2 separate regions of the Mus musculus genome follow, and region 2 is linked to region 1. A link is a contact called in public HiChIP or PLAC-seq data. All regions are on one chromosome and are shown on one strand. The core of a region is the stretch at or near the end of the contact, and the rest is flanking DNA. Distances in the headings are between cores, read along the strand shown.

Region 1 (2,907 bases), core at 290-2,789:
GCCATATCTGGGTCCTTTCAGCAAAATCTTGCTAATGCATGCAATGGTGTCAGCATTTGGAAGCTGCTTATGGGATGGATCCCCGGATATGGCAGTCTCTAGATGGTCCATCCTTTCGTGACAGCTCCAAACTTTGTCTCTGTAACTCCTTCCATGGGTATTTTGTTCCCAATTCTAAGAAGGGGCAAAGTGTCCACACTTTGGTCTTTATTCTTGAGTTTCAGGCGTTTAGCAAATTGTTGCCATTTCCTCAGGCTTCTAGAAACTTTTTACTGGTTTGTTTTCCAGATTCACAAGCCCCTTGTTCTACTTATTTCCTGTCTGTAAAAGGAAGACTTGGAGTTGGCAGCTATGTAATTGCTTCCTTCCCCGAGTCTTCTGTGATCTGTTTTATTACTTGGGTAGTGATATTGATAATTTTGGCTTAAAATGTCTTTGTATTTTCTCTCGTGGTTTTCTTCTCTTTCCACTCTTTATGAGAAAACTTGATCTTATTTCCCAACTTGACTATTGAAATTATACCTCTTCTCATCTCAGTTTGAAATTTCCTAAGAGCTCTTTTTATGATTCATTTTCTCTTATTGTTTACAGAGCCACCTGTCCATAATTTATGGATCTCCCATTGTCTGTGCATTTGTAAAATAATGACTCAGATTCTGATAAACTAGTTTTCACTTCTTCACTATCCTTCTTTACTGTGTTTACCGACACCCCTTTCCTTTCCTTTTTTCTTTTTTTTTTCTCTTGGTCTAGTCCTTTTTTTTTTTTAATGTTATGTTTCCTTATCAAATATATAATGATTCACAACTGTTAACTTCTAAAAATACATTTTATTCCAAAACACATCACTTAATTACTTACAAAAGCCCTGCTGACATCACTTTACTAAGTGGGAGAATAATGTCCCTATGTGACCACCTATGAAGGTGACTAGCAGGTGTCAAAAATGGTGGCCATGACAGGGCTGTAGAGTGTCAGCTCAACTTTTTAGCTTTTCCCTCTCTGTCTCTGTTTCTGTTTCTCTCTGTTTCTCTCTGTTTCTCTCTGTTTCTCTCTCTCTCTCTCTCTCTCTCTCTCTCTCTCTCTCTCTCTCTCTCTCTCTCTGTGTGTGTGTGTTTATAAGTGTGTTTTATGTATTTGGTATATGCATGTGTGTATGTACATGCATGTGCAGGATCTCACATCCATGCATTTGCATGCAGAGGACAGAGGAATATATTAGGTGTTCTGTTTTATCACTCATCACATTTCCCCTTCAGACAGTGCTTTTTTTTTTTTTTTTTTTTTTTTTTTTTTTTTTTTTTTTTTTTTTTTTTACCAAACCTGAATCTCTCCATCTGTCAGCTAAACTGGCTGGCTCCTGTAGATGCCCCCTTCTCCATCCTCCACACCATTTTGAGATGCCAACTCATTCCATTCAAGATGGTTATCATTAAACAAAATCACCACAAATGCTGGCAAAATTGTGGAGGAGAGGAATCCTTACAGCCTCTACAGAAATCAGTGCAGACATGATTTAAATAACGAAGGAAAGAAGTATCTCCTGATGCAGCTGCAGCATCCCACAGTGTGTGTCAGAAGGAAGCTACATCACTGTTTATCGGCAACTTTTCACAGAAGCCAACATAAGGAATCAGCCTAGATGTCTATCAACAGATGAATGGACCAAAATAACATAGTGCATATACAGTATAGATTTATTTTGAACTGTAAAGAACAATAGAATATTATTTTCAAGCAAATGAACTAAACTAGAGAGTATCATGTTAGAAACTAGCATAGTTGCTCTCTACCTTTCTAATGCTATGTGAACTTTTAATGCACTTCCTCATATTGTGATAATGCCTAACCACAAAATTATGTTTGTTGTTACTTCATAATTGTAATGTTTGCTACTGTTACAAATTGTAATATAAATATTTTTGGAGATAGAGGATTGCCAAAGGGTTTGCAGACCGCAGGTTGAGAACAACTATGGTAGATGAATTAAGACAGATTTGGAGAGTCATGCACTGCATTTTTTCTCACATGTGAGAACCAGATTAAATCACACACACACACACACACACACACACACATAACCTCAAAGTGGAAGGGAGAATAGTAGTGGAGCAGGAAGGGGAGTGAGTAAGGATAATGAGGAAAAAGAAAGAGGAAATGTGTGTTAAAGCAGAAAGTTTATTTGCTGTGAGAAAGGAAGAACATCTTCAAAGAGTAAGGAAAGGGATGGGAGATGGTTGTGGTGAAGCAAATACGAGCAAGGTAAATGATATGCATGTATGAAAAGCTTTAATAAAACTCATTATTTCATATGCTAGCTAAAACATATTAAAATTATAACTCACAGAAAATTTGACTTGGGTTTTTTTTTTTCCCCCTCACAGGTAGTGTGTGTGTGCCTCTCAGCTACTCAGGAAAGGATTCCTTAAGTTATGGATTTTCTAGAAAGTGGTTCTTTTTCTGATGCCGTATGAATCAATATTCTGATTTATAGCATTTCCCCTGAAAATACATTTGTGCAGAGAGATTTAAGTTCTGGTTCTTGGGGGAAATATTTCAGCTTTTGATCCAACTCAAGTACATTCAATCAGGAAAGAAAATGGTGATCTCACCGCTAACTGTAAGGAACTGTACTCTGCCAGCAACATAAATGTACTTGAATGTGACTCTCTCCAATGCATACTGGAAGGACCTAGAAGATCAAGACCTTGATTTTGACCTTCAAAATCTTAAGCTGAGGATACTGATGAACCCTCTAAGATGAAGCCTCTACAGAACTGTGAGAAAATATTATGCTGAATTTCCTAAATTGGTATGTAACAGGAGCAAGTATACAAAGATAAGTTAGATGAAAAATGAAGGGGATTTAGGATGTCTACCTTATATGTGCATCTTCTTTATGTTTGG
Region 2 (3,297 bases), core at 562-3,061, 2.8 Mb after region 1:
TGGGTACTGTGTCAGTTCCTTTACAGAATATCTCTTTCCTCACAATGACCCTAATAAATACTGACACTTCCCTTTTACAACTCAACTGAAGTCCGCAAGACTCTCCAATTTGTCCAGAAAACAGAAATGACATGTGGAAGTGGAAAGTGTTTAGCCCTTTTTGTGAACAATGCAATCCTAAAGTTAAAAAGTATTAATTATACACATGATCCCAGGCCCATGGATAAGAGTGAATAAACAGTAGACCCAAAGGGTACATGTTGATTGCAAATACAAGTTAGTAAATATAGGGTTTGGATTGTAATGGCTTAATTTTAGGCAATAGGTCAAATACATAACTATCTTTATCTGAAAATGAAGAGGCATTTGATAAGTGAAGTAGATTATATAATGGCCATGGCTATAATCTATTAAATGAGAATAGTGTTATTCAGCTACAATTTCACAGCAAACATTTGTCCATGTATTTCCCCCATACCACCATACAGTGTCAAACTTCAGAGCATCTCTCAAAAGCAGGCTAGTTGTAAACTGGTGTGATACAGCTCAGCGGGATAAAGCCAGCCATTAGCATTCTAACGTCAAGATGCTTTTATATGCATCAGCTAACTTCCCCATATGAAATGCATTCCTTCATCAGGTGCAATTTCATTTTCCATAAAGATTGCCTGTAAGTCTTCTCATTAAGCCATCATCAGGAAGAGCAGTTACCCAGGCTCTTGTTCACCCATCTTGATGCTTCCATATCTAGCACAGCTTGTCTCATGCATACTATGAAACTCTCCTAGTTGAAAGAGAAAGATGACACTATCTTTTTCTTTTACATCAATGCAGCAAGCCTAACTTACTTCATAGCATATTTGAAAAAGAGTAAAGTTCCTCCTCCTCAAAGCAGTGACAATAGGAACATGCTTATTTCTTGTTTGAATAACAGCACAATTAGACTAAGCAAACTACTGGTGATAATTGGATCTATGGGACATCATCCCTGGAGTTTCAGTGTTTGTAATGCTGTTCTGACAGATTTGCAACTTTAATTTGCTGCAATATGGGAAATTTTTCAAAAGCAACAAATAGACTAAATTGTCTTCCGGAGGCAGAGGCTGGTCCTTTGGAGAATGTTTCTGTAGCTCAGTCGCTAAGGCAACTACAGACATGAAAAATGCAGACATTAGGTATTTTTCACCATGAGAATATCCATCATCACTTTCTTATGTTCAAAGGGAAACTCCGATTTGTTTCCCAAAGTTCAAGGTCTTCAATTAGTTTCTTTTATATCTTCAGAAATCTGTACATTATTTTACGTATCGACTCTCCAAACCATTGTGAGCATCTCTCTAGGACTGGCAAAAGAAACTGTGAACTTGGGAGCTAGAGATTTTCCTTCATGAAGAATATTACCAAGCTAAGAGAAGAAAATCATCTTAGTAACTTAAAGGTAAAAACACATTTGTAGCTGATCTACAAATGTAGTTTTGCAATAAGGGGGGAGCAAACGATTGCTTCTTTTGTTATTCTCTTACCATGTTTACTTAATGAATTCTTCTCTCGCTCCATCTTAACAGGAGGAAAGGTCTTGCTGCAAAAGCAGCAAGTTCACCATTTACTGGTGACTTCGTGGCTAAGTTATATTAATAACCAATTGTTCAAACGTGCACTTCTACAATAATACTCTCAATTTAGAGAGGCACTTAAATACAAAGCCAAAGTTCATATGAAGGAAAAACTGTGAGAAAATTTAAAGCAGGATTGGTTGCTTTATATATTTCTGCTCTGTAATTAGGACATACATATGAATATACTACCATAAAATGGTTCAGGGAAATTGGACCTCTGTCACAGTGTTTGTTTTTCTGGGATTTTCGCACTACCCCAGAATTGAAGTCACCGTATTTGTGCTGTGTCTGCTGATGTATCTGATCACCTTGCTGGGAAATACTATTCTGATCTCCATCACTATCCTTGATTCTCATCTGCACACTCCCATGTACTTTTTCCTCAGCAACCTCTCATTTCTGGACATCTGGTATACCTCTTCTGCTCTCACTCCTATGCTGGCAAACTTTGTTTCAGGGAAAAACACCATTTCCTTCTCGGGATGTGCCTCGCAGATGTACTTCTCTCTTGCCATGGGCTCCACTGAATGTGTGCTCCTCTCTATGATGGCCTATGACAGGTATGTGGCCATCTGTAACCCACTGAGATATCCCATTATTATGAACAGGAGGGTCTGTGTACAGATTGCAGGCAGCTCCTGGGTTACAGGCTGCCTCACTGCCTTGGTGGAAACTGGACCTGTGATTCATCTGTCTCTCTGTGGTAACAGCATCATCAATCATTTCACCTGTGAAATTCTGGCTCTCTTAAAATTGGCCTGTGGAGACACTTCCATGGTACAGTTAATTATGCTGGTGATCAGCATTCTTCTTCTCCCATTGCCAATGTTGCTCATTTGTGTCTCCTATGCATCTATCCTCTCCAACATCTTGAGGATCAGCTCAATGGATGGCCGAAGCAAAGCCTTTTCAACATGTGCAGCCCACTTGACTGTGGTGGTTCTGTTCTATGGGACAGCTCTCTCCATGTACCTGAAGCCCTCATCTGTAAACTCACAGGAAATTGATAAATTTATGGCATTAATATATACTGGACTAACACCAATGCTAAATCCTATTATCTACAGTCTACGGAACAAAGAAGTAAAAATGGCTGTGAAAAAATTGTTGATGAAAAACCCCTTCAGTGCTATCTTAACTTCTGTCCTCAAATAATATTGAAATAAGGCATACTCATCTAGATAAATCTTCAAATTGTTGAGAGAACTGCATAATAATACAAGCCAATTTCCCAGAAAACACTAATTTTAATCACAACTACCATTATGTCATATATCCTGATTTGCCTTGTAAAATGTTTTATATCAATGAATCATTTATATAGAAATATGTTGTCAAGAAGGTAGTTAGTACTTATTGCATATTAGTATAAACTTAAAATGATGTAGCTACCTATTTTTCTATTTGACCTACTAAATGATCTCACTGTCTAGCAGTGACATAACCATGAAAATAAGTAATATAATAAGGATGCAGAATTGTTAGAAAATTCTGAAGTGACATTTTCTCAGTGATTTGCAAATATCTCTGCATTTAAAAAGAAAGATATTTTAAGTTAGCATGTACATATGACCATCACTATCTGGTACTCTTCTAGTTTCTGAACATTAAAATGTTAAATTTATTTTTTTCAGATTTGGAAAGACCAACTTTGAATGACAACTTATTTAGGTTGCATATG

What was found. HiChIP or PLAC-seq counts read pairs in DNA pulled down with a chosen protein or histone mark.
Region 2: an H3K27ac HiChIP or PLAC-seq map of SST interneurons shows a contact between it and region 1, with 29 times the contacts expected there. The contact joins the promoter of Olfr275 here to the enhancer-like site in region 1. A contact is called at or near these places in 5 of 39 promoter capture datasets (the 3T3-L1 cell line, the C10 cell line, cranial neural crest and 2 more) and 1 of 115 datasets of contacts at active chromatin or transcription factors (SST interneurons).

The regions. Positions count from the first base shown.
Region 1 is chr4:50,026,487-50,029,393 of GRCm38.p6, forward strand. No RefSeq gene overlaps it. Among named protein-coding and RNA genes, the nearest start is that of Grin3a, 180 kb to the left of the region's middle. Within about 2 kb of position 1,540, at least 1 of the 459 cell types and tissues checked has an H3K27ac peak or open chromatin away from gene starts, as enhancers often do. A contact at or near this core is called in SST interneurons, where this site is marked.
Region 2 is chr4:52,823,588-52,826,884 of GRCm38.p6, forward strand. It overlaps Olfr275 (olfactory receptor 275), which reads left to right and starts at 1,812. Exons shown (of 1, transcript NM_146858.2): 1 at 1,812-2,771. The coding sequence starts at 1,812. The coding sequence ends at 2,771. It overlaps 4930552N02Rik (RIKEN cDNA 4930552N02 gene), which reads left to right. Exons shown (of 4, transcript NR_040661.1): 3 at 2,074-2,176.